2 separate regions of the Danio rerio genome follow, and region 2 is linked to region 1. The links are chromatin contacts, called in public Hi-C maps. All regions are on one chromosome and are shown on one strand. The core of a region is the stretch at or near the end of the contact, and the rest is flanking DNA. Distances in the headings are between cores, read along the strand shown.

Region 1 (6,588 bases), core at 1,138-3,637:
TGTTAATTCATGTATTTTCCTGAAGAGTGATTCATGTCTTAAATGAGTCATGTAATTAAATGAGAAAAGCACATTTTAAGTTAGTATTATTTATTTATTTTATTTTTAATTTTTTTAACTCCAAAGTTCTGCTGTTTGACGCATTTACCAAATTTTCCTTGCCAATCTGTAGCCAATTGTAATCGTTTGTTTTGGTTCAGTTTCCCCAACCCTTGCAGAGCTTGGGGGATCAGAGTGAGCGCTCCTACTTGGCTACACCCTGATTTTATTTTTTATTAAATATTTCTGCTAGTGCATCAGAACTGACAGAAAAAATAAACACAAATATTCAAAAGATATTCATTATTTTCATAAAAATGACTGCAGTTTATTTTATTTTTTACGTTTTTGAAAGACTTTTTATAAAAAAGCAAAAGTAGCGCAACTGTTTTTCACATAATGGGTAAATAAAAATTTGTACCATTCAAATAAATTTATTAAACACCCAATTTACATATTAAACATTAAATACATTTTTTTAAAGTATTTTGTAAAGCTTTGCCATTAGGAATAAACTAAATTTCAACATATAATGTAAGGTTAATATATAACAATATAAAACAACTGTTTAAATGTAATTTAAATTTTAAAATGTAATTTATTTTAAATTGTGATCATTTTAAATAAGATATTTACAATTACTGTTTCACTTATTTTTCGACTGCCATAGACAAATTAATTACCCCTGAAGCACATTTAGTTTTATTTTGGATTACTATCTTTTGATTGCATGTAAATTACCTAAAATGTAATTCATAATGTTTAAGATCCAGCTCTCTTTCCAAGTAGGTCTGTCAAAATACTTTAATGGTAGATGCATTAAAAGGACAAGCTTCATTTAGTACATTTTTTTCTTCTTAATTTACCCTTTTTTCTCCTCTTTTTTTTATTGAATAATGAAAAATGAAGCAATAGATGCTGAAGTTTCACCATCACAGGAATAAGTTACATTTACTCGGTTTTAACTAATATTTGTATCTCACTTGAGCGCTAGAGACAAAAAAAAAATATTCACAAAAATACTATGTTTTTAAATTAACACTAATGTGCACCACAGCTACATATTTCGGCAAAACATACATTTCAATAGGGTGAGAGTAATGCTGTTTTTAAAATAAAACCATGTTATTAAAGGCTTTTTAACTTTATTGCTTACTTTTTTAGTGCCTTGGACTTGGATTTTGTTCTTGGATCTTTATGAATCGCTTATCCAAAAAGCACCAACAAATGAATTACCCCTGAAGCACTTTTAGTTTTATTTTGGATTACTATATTTTGATTGCATGTTAATTGCATAAAATGTAATTCGTAACGTTCAAGATCCAGCTCAGCTTAGTACGTTTTTGTTCTTCTTAATTTACCCTTTTTTTCTCCTCTTTTTTTATTGAAATATTAAAAACTGATGCAGTGGATACTGAAAATCCAGTTTTACCATCACAGGAATAAATTACATTTACTGTTTTATCTCAGGTTTAACAAATACTTGCATCTCACTTGAATTAAAACATTTTTGCCAACCTCAAATGCTTAGCAGAGTTCAGAAGCACTGTCCTGAATGAATTATACTGTAATAAATTTGTTGCTACCTTAAATTAAGTTGAATAATATTAACGTTTTAGGTCAGCTAAGATCATTTACACTGTAAAAACCAACTCTCAAACAAAACTTAAGAATTGTGTTGTTTCAACCTATTTTAAATAAGTAGTTTAAACAAGCAGCAAAAGCCCTTTTTTATTGTACTTGTGACTTGAAAGACCCAGCAAAAATTGTTATAATTTATAACTACTAAATTAATTAAAACCTTGATAAACATTTTTACATAAGTTTATTTAAATACAAACTTCTATCATGACTTTTGATCATATACCTTTTCACAATGTAGGGTTTGCTGACAGTTAAAATTCATAAAGCTATGGGTATGATCGCCACAAGGAGGCGCTGTGGTCAGCGGCTAAATGACTGCATCTTCAGAGCAGGCGTCAGTATAGCAACAGTTGTGTTTATAAACTGTGGTGTCAGAGGAGTGGATGACTGCCGCTGGAATCTGGGGCTTCGCTGTTGATTACCCTTGTAACAGTTCGAAGTGGAAACAGCCCTCAGTATCCAATTCATCCGCTTCGTCCTGAGAATAGGAAGTTCACAGACCAGAGGAAAACACTTCTGTCATAGCAAGCGGCAAGAATTCCCGATTCCTTATGACGCAATGGAGCATTCACAACAAACGAAAATAAATAAATGAGGGATTACAGAGTAACACACAATAACATTTTTTTATGATGGTGTCCACATGTAGACATCAACATGACAGTAAAAAGACAGTGTTTTGATTTGTTTGACACTTTTTTGCCCTTTACTAATTGTTACCACTGCAAACAGAATAAGATTTTTACTGGGTATGGATGTCATAATGCACAAATATAGTATACTTATATACACTTATTTAACTGATTTTCTTTGATTTGATTTTCTTGATTTTTGCCATATTTTGTCATTCAAACATATATATTTTTATTGTTTTAATCTGTAAAAAAAAAACTTAACTACACTCAAAAAAAGCAATTAAGTTGTCCCAAAAATACTCAGGATTTGTGATCATTTCAGCTCATTTTAAATTAGTTTGAAAAAAGCAGCATTTATTTTCTTTGTATAAACTTATGCTGCTAATTATTTAAAGTGAAGCAGGAAGCTTTTATAGTGATGATCATTTTATGAATAAATATATTTAGATTTATTTGACTCATTTCTGACCTTTACTACTTGTTTTATTACCACTGCAAACAGAAAAATAATAATGTTTACTTGACTTCAAAGTTATAATGCATGAATTCAGTATACTAATATAATTTTTTTTTATTTGAAGGTCAATAGATTTGTCATCATTTTACTCATTAAAAAATTCTATATATATATTTTATTTTTATTTTTTTATGTATTTATTTTTATCTTATTTTGTTACCACTGCAAACAGAACAAAAGTCTATTTTACTTCACATGGAAGACATAATGTATGAATCCAGTATACTGATATAAAAAAAAAATTATTTAAAGGTCAATAGATTTTTGTCATCATTTTAGTCAATTAAAATATATATTTTTTAATGTAGTTATTGTTTTCATCTATGAAATAAGTTTGATTAAAATGTTCTGAACCACACTGTAAAAAATACTGGGTTGCACACAATGGAGTAAATTAACTTAATGGTTTTAAAATTTAAGTGCATTGAACATAAAACCATTAAGTTGTCCCCCCCAAAAAATCTCAAGAATTGTGAAGATTTGAGCTGATTTTAAATAAAAAAAATTTGAGTGTATAAAATTATGCTGCTTCAAAGTGAAGCAGTAACCTTCTATAGTGATGATTATTTTCATGAATTAAGATATTTTAATTAATTTGACATATTTCTGACCTTTACTACTTTTTTCGTTATCACCGCAAACAGAAGAATAATCTTTTTTTACATGACATATGCATGAAAACATTATACTAATATAGACCATTTTGAGGGTTGTAAACAAAAACAATGGTTCCAACGTATTTCCTGTTTTACATGTTTAATACCTATAGCTTCTGAGAGTCCAGATTGAGCCACAAATTGATAAATAATGTTATGATAGCTATTTTAACATAAAGTTATGATTGAATTGCCTCTTGTTATACAGTTAGTTTAAATTAAATAGTTAAATAGTTTGATAACAAGCAGGAAATGTTCATGCACCAATTAAATGACCACATTGAAATACTCTATACATTGTTCTTTGAATTGAAGGTTGATAGATTTTTGTCATCATTTTACCCCTTTAAAACATATATTTTTAATGTGGTCATTTTTATCTATGAAAAAAGGGTTGATTAAAAACTTAACTACTGTATAAAAAATGCTGGGTGCCATACAAGACCTTCATGTTGTCCCAACACAAATAAATTGAACAAAAAACTATGCAGTTGTCCCCAAAAAACTCAAGAGTTTTGATGATTTCAGCTCAATGAATTCAGGTCATTTTAAATAAGTATTTTGAAAAAGTAGCAAGAATACATTTCTGACCTTTACTACTTGTTTCGTTACCACCGCAAACAGAAGAATAATCTCTTTTACTGGACATGAACTTGATGAGGTGAAGACAGATATGAGTGTAATCCACATGGGACGTTAGTCAGTCATTAGTACCCCATAATGCACTGACTCATTGCCCTATATTCAGAAATGTGATTCTGTCATGTGATTTCAGCGGCCTCAGAGGGCTCTTTTCCTGGAAAGCTGACATTTGTTAGACATTTCTCCAAGGTGACAGGAGCAGCTCCGTGTAAACAGTGCGATGGATAATATGAGTGCTCCGTATGCCTCCTTGTTTTGCTTTGTCAGGTCCGTTGAAAAGAGGGCACATAATTTATGATTTGTTTGAAACGCAGCTAACTGTGTGTGCGCAATGCTTTGTGGATCAGTGGCTTTGCGTGGATGAGGTTCGGCTACAGCTAGCAACCCTCGAAATGTTATTTTTCATTGATTTCAGGCCATATTTACGTAATCGTCTGAAAAATGAAGGGAGTCGGTGCGTGCGAACGCGTCTGTCAGCGCGTGAATGTTAACAGCCCACCAGCTCAACTCCCTGCTGAGTTAATGTCCCTACTAACTGTCTTCACAGCCGCTGGGAACAATGAAGAGTTTGGAGGTTCGCAGTGTTTCTTATGGTTAAGGCAGGCCTCCAGATAGTGATGAAATCAGTCACTAATTCAACAAAAAGTGTGATAAAATCTAGACACGAGTGGTGATGTATGTGGTTTTTATCAGGTAGTATTTCTTGAATGAACACAACAGCTGTGTAGGGGCAGCATTCCAAGGCAGGAAGGTATCAAGGCACGTTTAAATCCAAATTCTGCTTCACATCTCTCTGGAGATACTTTCTTCTGAGTGAGTTTTAGACGTATCCTTCATAGCCTTTGATATCCTACAAACCTGTGCATCCCGTTTCTGACAGTTTAGCTAAAATTTAAAGACTTGGGTGTCGTTTTTTGTGTAAATTAGGGCTGCACAGTATATCGTTTCAGCATTGAAATTGCAATGTGTGTGTCTACAATAATCAAATCGCACAGATCTGCAATGTTGAGTCTGAATTATAGTTGACTAGGAGCTACAGAATTGTAATTAATCAATGTATTTGTACAAAACTTTTATGGTTTATGCAAGACATTTTTTTTGTTGTTGTTTCTAGTCCAAATATCTACATTTCAAAGCAAAAAAACAACAGATTATTTCAGCTTGTTTTAAGGAAAATCTCTTAATTGTGACTTATTTCTTCTGACAGAGAAAACAAAACAATATTTTTACTTGCTCTAGAAACAAGACAAAGTAAAAAAAAGCATTTTTTTCTATTGTGGCTATTAAATATCTGTACCTGCATACTGTTAGACTTGCTAGAAAACTATCAAATGGTGCTATTCAAACCTTCTTGTAAAACGATATTTATATTGCAATATTTATTGAAGAAAAAAAAATATCTTGGAAACCTTGTTTCCATAAATCTTGAAAGTACTTGAATTTGAGACATGGATTCAAGCTCTTAAAAACAGCCAAGTTCTTGAAAGTTCTTGAATTATATTTGAACTTAAGTTTGTGCTAATTCAACAATTGTATCAGAAAAAAATTAAGATTCTTAAATTAAAAAATATTCATAATCCTCTTTCAGAAACCACGTTTAATTATTATCAGTATTGAACTCAAGTTTTAATAAAGTTATCTATGGCTGTTTAAAACAGTCTACATTTTTAAAAATGACACCTTCAAAATAAATGGCACTTTATAAATTCCTTGAAGTCTTTCAATCGGGTGTTAATGAAATAGTTGGAACTCTGTTTTAGGTATGGGCCGGTATAAGATTCTGATGGTATGATAACCTTGGACAAAAATATCGCTGTTTCACAGTATTGTGATTACTGCTCTAAAATTTTTTTAAATGTCTGGGTAAAAACACTTAATATTTAATATTTAAGCACAATATATTTTATTTTGAGAAACATTTTAAATATTTTGTAGTAGTAAACATGTCAGGCAGTATAATTCAAATAAAGCATTGACTTCTGTTTTCTTCATTAGTTTCAAGAACACAGATTTCTTTACCAATTAAAACGACTTCTTTGGAGATCTTTTTTTGCTGGTCTATGGTATTGCAGAAAATTTTGGCAGTTTTAAAATTTTGAATTTTCCAAATCGCGGTATACCTTGAAAACGGTTATCGTCCCATGCTTACTCTGTATAGTTGATCAGCACAACAGCTGAGAATACATGAGATTGCAAAGTATAACAATAACAGATTGAAATTTAATCATTTTGCTGTGTTTTAAAGGCATAGCGTTCTGGCACAAAAAAGTACATTTGTAGCTTTATGAAGAATAATTTTACTTAATTAATACAATGATCACTATACAGCGTTATTTTACATTTCATTATTCACTTTCTGTACTTTATCACTCTTTAACTCTCAGGAAAACCATAAAGCACTGTTTATTTGACTTTTTTCGTTGCTCTATGTTTGCTTGCATTTAGTTTATATATA
Region 2 (6,588 bases), core at 2,860-5,359, 290 kb after region 1:
TATGTATGTATGTATGTATGTATGTATGTTTGTGTATAAATATATATTTACTTCTTAACTTAATGTTTGAGGTCAGTATGATGTAATAGAAGTTGAAAAGACTTCATTCCGCTTATAAAAAGCAAACTCTTATTTTTTTAGTGGAGAAGAAAATATTGGCATGAAAAAAATCTATTTTACAGCTTCATTTCTAAGAGTCCCTCATATCAACTAACCTTTGACAATGTGACAGTGCGAAAGAGAGAAAAACAAAATGGAAACAGTTGTTGTACAAGACTGTCATCTTGTGGTCCAGACCAGACACTAGCACTCACACAACACAGCAGATGGTTCTGCTGTTTCACAACTTTATAAATGTGTCCTCAACCTGGCCTCCATCAAACCCTTAATAATCTATGGAGAATACTTTTAAATGGAGGTGATGACTGCTGAAGGGACGTCTCCCAAGCAAAACAGCCCAAAATGAAGAACAATGGTCATCTTAGGGTGAATGAGTAATGCCATCTGGAGCGGGAGAGAGATGAGGGATGATGGGAAAATCACTAAAGTCTGATTAATACAATGATAGGATGATTCAACACGCCTGCACAGGGAATAAATCAGCCCCGATTCCTGCCAAACTCTGACCGCTCGTATTGTGTGTGTACTTTATCTGGTTACAGCACTTTCTCTTATCCCAGATTAATGTGCAGACACTGTAAGTCATTTTCCCGAAAAGTGTAAACACTGCGGCGCTAAAAAACATCACTCCTAAACATCCCGACTGTTACTTTTAAACACAAATCAAGACGTGAGTGTTAATGTGTAAGTTGTTTATGATGGATGTTGACGGTCAGTTGGGAAGACGTCATTTATGTTAGGTAAAACACTGTTTATTTGATCAAAATAACCAGTAATAACAGTAGAATTGTCAAATATGTTTGCAGTGCCAAATGTTTTCTGTCTAGATACAGTTTTGAAAATGTGTAATTTAATTAATTTAGTGGCAAAGCTGAATATTCAATATCATTATTCCAGTCTTTAGTGTAACATGGTTGGTAAAAAACTAATATGCTGCATGTCATGATGTTGCCAAGTACAATGCGATTCTGGATTAATATCTATGTAATGTAGTCAATACCTGTTCCCTAGCCCCAACCATAACTGTATATTATTCCCAAAATAAGAGTGGAATAATAGTTAATGGATGACAATCATGTAGAAGTGCATAAACCTAACCGTGAGCCTACACTTAACATAAAAGATGAACAGATCCCTTAATTCTGATTGGCTGATTGGAATGTTTTTCCAGAATCAACATGTCAATCCATGAAACCTGTCCCTCTTGGTGAAATTAGGTTGGCGCTGCTGATTTGATGCTGAAAGAAACATTGTAAATGTTGTAAATATTTTGTTGAAACCATAATATTTTTACACCAGATCAGAACAGCATTTATTAACAGAAATGTAGTATTATGTTTATGGTTTTCACCTTGCTGAATAACAGCAGTAATTTATCATTTTAAAATAAGTAAAAATATGTTATTAACAATAACTTTTCCAAGTGAGCCCATTTTTCGGTTCATTAATGAATAAAAATTGCCCAAGTATATCCTTTAAAATATCTCATGCTATTCCTCATTTGTCCTCCACAGGTAAGCCGCCGAAAGGCCAGCGGCGAGGAGAGAAGAAAAAACGCTTTAACCTGCAAGAGAAAGTGACTGCAGAGGCCCGTCGAGAGAGGAAGAGGGAACGAGAGAAGGAGACAATCGACCGAGAGGAATCCGAAAACAGGAACAAAACAGAGCAGCGCCGCCGCAGGGACCAGAGCAGAGACGCTGGGACAGTATAGACAGATGCTGCTCCTCATTGCTCCTCTGCCTTTCTTTCCTCTATCAGTCCATGTCACCCCCTCACCCTCTTATCCCCTCGCCGAGGGGGTGTTGCTGCTACCTGTATAATTTAAACGTATACTGTATATGCACATGAGAGAGGGGCGCATTGCAGACAGTGAGGACCTTCACCCCCTCGGGCCCCGTCTGGTGCTGGATTGAGGCTGAACTGTGTAACAGGGGCCAGGAATGTCCTAAGATCCGTGGAATGGTTTATTTTTTTAAAGGGGGTCCAGGTACAGCACTGCATCGTGGTTTGAATGTAGGTTTTTGAGACATTAAAGTAGAGTTTTTGTATAAACGTCTGTATTTTTTTGGAGGAGGGCGGGGGTTGAGTAAATTAAAATTAAATGAGCATGCTTACCGTCGCCACGGACAGCCTGAGACTGCATGTGGATGGGTGTATGAACTGGCTTTCTTCATACTGGATGAGCGACAACAATCTTCGCCGCAACAGTGTATTAACTTTTCGTTCCATTCTCTCTCCAAACAAAGTGTTGATTTGCCTGTCTGTATAAACAGGATCCGAGCTTTCCATCGAAGCCATCTGACCAGAAATCAAAAGCACCTGTATGTCAAATAAACAAATACCGAGTTTGTATTCATTTGTAATTTATTGTCTTGGCAAGCACAAATATACAACAAACGGTAGCTCAGCCATAAATATTTGGCTGTACGTAACACTATTGCAAGATGCAAATCTGCGGTGCTCTGTAAGTTATCATTTATCCACATTTAATGACAGTAACAAGCAGACATAGATAGATAGATAGATAGATAGATAGATAGATAGATAGATAGATAGATAGATAGATAGATAGATAGATAGATAGATAGATAGATAGATAGATAGATAGATAGATAGATAGATAGATAGATAGATAGATAGATAGATAGATAGATAGATAGAATGCATATTCATAATATTCAATTATTCGCTTGCTTGGACGGACAGACAGATATAGTACACATTCATCATTCATTTTTTTGACAATTTAGCCAACCCAATTCACCTGTACCGCATGTCTTTGGATTGTAGGGGAAACCGGAGCACCCAGAGGAAACCCACGCCAACACAGCTGACTCAGCCAAGGCTCGAACCAGCGACCTTCTTGCTGTGAGGCGACAGCACTACTGCGCCACTGTGTTACCCTACACATTCATATTCAATCATTTGGATGCATGTATGGATGGATGAACAGACAGACAGACAGACAGACGATGATAGATAGATAGATAGATAGATAGATAGACAGACAGACAGACAGACAGACAGACAGACAGACAGACAGACAGACAGACAGACAGACAGACAGACAGACAGACAGACAGACAGACAGACAGATAGATAGATAGATAGATAGATAGATAGATAGATAGATAGATAGATAGATAGATAGATAGAGAGTACGCATATTCATAATATTCAATTATTTGCTTGGACGGACAGACAGACAGAGAACACATTCAGAATCAGAATATTTCATTATTTGGATGAATGGATGGATGGATGGATGGATGGATGGATGGATTGATTGATTGATTGATTGATTGATTGATTGATTGATTGATTGATTGATTGATTGATTGATTGATTGATTGATTTACGGACGGACGGACAGACAGACAGACAGACAGACAGACAGACAGACAGACAGACAGACAGACAGACAGACAGACAGACAGACAGACAGACAGACAGACAGACAGACAGACAGACAGATAGATAGATAGATAGATAGATAGATAGATAGATAGATAGATAGATAGATAGATAGATAGTACACATGTAAGTTATTCATAACATTCAATCAATTAGCATTTATCATTGTATGAGTTATAACAGTACATAAAATTACAAAAAAACATGAATATAATTAATTACAAAAGAAACTGGTTCATGTTTATTACTTTTTTGTAATTTCTACGTGTTTTCTGAAGTATACTTACCTCGTGGATTTCTTTAGAATGATACCACCAATTTGAAATGCTTTGTCCCCACGTAACATTACACTAAACTAATTGCTGAATCCTGTCCAGCACATCACTGTTAAGACCTCTAAGAAAAGTGCTTTTATTGTATCCATTCCACAAACGTTGGTCAAGAAGTCAAGTTTTATTAGCTGAAACATTTCTCGTCGTGGTCTCCAGTCCAGCAGATGGCGGTGACGGTTATCTTCAAGTTCCTTCCTTCATCTCCGCGCAGTCGCAAATACTAGAGCAAGACAGAATCCCAGCCGTCAACTTGCGAAAATTTCAAACAGTTAGCTCTTTATTTTAAGATGAAAACATACAATATTATATGTTTAACGATATTACTCATTTAATGTGTAGGTAGATTAAGTACATTTAAGAACCTGAAACTACTTCTTGGTCGAGTTTCAGCTGCGATTTTTATCAAACATAAAGTAAGTCACTGAGACTTTGATCCCATAACGTTACCTTCACATTATCCGATTTTAAGAAGTTGCTTTGATATTAATAATCAAAACCAGGAGCTCAGGCAAACATGTCGGCATCAGGTGAGTCAGTCTCACTCGAATATCGTCCTGTTTTCCCGCCTCAGTCCACCGTTGTGAGGGAAAGGAGTCTGACACCTGAAGAGATGGAGAAACTCGGCAATGACCGAGTTTTAGTGTCCGACTTCAAGCAGCAAAAACTCGAAACGGATGCTCAGAAAAACTGGGACTTATTTTATAAGAGAAACACGACTAACTTCTTTAAAGACAGACACTGGACGACCAGGGAGTTTGATGAACTGAAAAACTGCAGAGAGGTAACGTTAAAGGGTCTTAAACACCCTTTTTCTGTAAAGTTAACGTGTTTGAGTTTGTATGGATGATTGGAACTCTTATATTTTCAGTCTGAGGGACAGAAGTTGGTGTTGTTGGAGGCTGGATGTGGGGTTGGAAACTGTATTTTTCCCCTTCTGGAAGAGGATCTCAACATCTTTATCTATGCCTGTGATTTCTCTCCACGAGCTGTTGAGTTTGTAAAGGTAACGTTAAACATGACCAGAAGTGTGTTAACTGGTCAACCTTTTGCAAACAATATTGTTTCCTATTCATAAGCTCGTTGATTTGTATGAACTGTCAATTTATTGTTAATTATATAATTATTCAAAGAATCTATTTAATTATAATATATTGCAGAAATCTATATAATCATACAGATGGTGCACTATAACACATCCTATTATTTCTTTTCTATTTATTTTTATTTTAATAAACCACTTGCTCTGAGTGTCTATTATGAACACTGTTCTACTCTATTTTCTATAGATATAGGCTCTACGTTTTTAAATATATATATATATATATATATATATATATATATATATATATATATATATATATATATATATATATATATATATATATTTGTTTTGATATGATCCTCTAATGGTCCGTTTCTACTGAGTGGTTTGATACAGTGTAATACGGTATGCATTTGTGTTCACTTACACTTTGAACACAATATTTACTTTTCTGTTTTAAGTTCCATTTAAAAATATAATAATCATAAGTAATAATAATAATAAGTTTCTCAACTTTTTTTATATATTTTTTATATATATTTTTAAGTTTTTTTTTTTTTTTATTTCCCCAGTGCTGTTTAACAGAGCAATTTTTCAGTTTGAGAAATGAGAGTTTTTTTTTTTTTTTTTTGACTGGAATAAAAGCAGATAAAATTTTTTTTAAGTAAGCATACATGTAAGGCTCTATTTTAACAGTCTGTGTGCAAAGTCTAAAGTGCATGGTGCAAAAGCATTAATAATGTGTCCAAATCAACTTTTGCTATTTTAAGGACAGAAAAATATGGTTTGAGCCGCATCTCATGGTCTAACAGGGTTGTGCTTATTCTCTTAATGAGTTATGGATGTGTTTTGAGCTAAACGTATTAAACCAATTAGAGTCTTATCTCTCATTCCCTTTAAGAGTTAGTTGTGTTGCGTCATGGCGCATTTGCTATTTACATGGCAGATGTTTTAGGTGGAAAAACTGAATGCTTCACTAGTGAGAAAACAGTTAAACAGACCATCTGCTGTGCAAGGATAAAGAACGAGCCTCCTCCATTTAGCCTCTTTACTTTCTCTTTACCTTACCTCTTTACTTCTTTACTTTCACGGATATGGAAATTGAAGAAACTCACCACACTGAAGACATCCATTAGCCTACATATTTCATTTTCTTTGTTAAGCGCAAAGATTAGCTTCAAAACTATTTGTAAATTTAGTTGTAATTTCCAGCAAAAGAATAAACGAACAATAATAATGAGTTATATCCAAACACACGTCCCATTCTTATGCCCCCATATGGTGATGTGTATGTCTCCAAAACCCGACAGATAGACAAATCTAAACTTTTTTTTTAGTAAAACAAATATAAATATGCATGTATAAAATAATCCTGCTGACAATAATAATATTTAAAAAATGATAATTGTCATGAATAAACTGAAAAAAGCCCCCAGGGCATAAAAAAGGCATGAAGGTAGTGTTTTGACTTTTATGTAGTAGATAGGAACGTTTGTAACATTTTAATCCTTTATTTTTTCCCATATGTAATGACATTTGTGTATTTCTGTACATCTTGTATATATTAAGTGCTTGAACCTGCAGAGGCGCATAACTAATGCGCTCTGTGCTGAACTTTAGACCAGCTTTTACCTGGTTAACTGCGCAGTTACAGTTCTATTTCAGTTCTTCAAAATAGAC

What was found. A called contact is a pair of places that touch in the nucleus more often than the background predicts.
Region 2: a contact with region 1 is called in a Hi-C map of hematopoietic stem cells, with 5 times the contacts expected there. The contact joins the promoter of mettl6 here to the enhancer-like site in region 1. A contact is called at or near these places in 3 of 18 Hi-C or Micro-C datasets (caudal fin, hematopoietic stem cells and an unstated tissue) and 2 of 4 datasets of contacts at active chromatin or transcription factors (caudal fin and embryo).

What each region holds. Positions count from the first base shown.
Region 1 is chr16:44,468,989-44,475,576 of GRCz12tu, forward strand. All of the region lies in intron 11 of trmt11 (tRNA methyltransferase 11 homolog), which reads left to right. Among named protein-coding and RNA genes, the nearest start is that of trmt11, 19 kb to the left of the region's middle. Within about 2 kb of position 2,388, at least 8 of the 62 cell types and tissues checked have an H3K27ac peak or open chromatin away from gene starts, as enhancers often do.
Region 2 is chr16:44,759,580-44,766,167 of GRCz12tu, forward strand. It overlaps mettl6 (methyltransferase 6, methylcytidine), which reads left to right and starts at 4,110. Exons shown (of 5, transcript NM_200203.2): 1 at 4,110-4,647; 2 at 4,735-4,869. The coding sequence starts at 4,381. It overlaps rspo3 (R-spondin 3), which reads left to right. Exons shown (of 6, transcript NM_001017358.1): 6 at 1,635-2,472. The coding sequence ends at 1,831.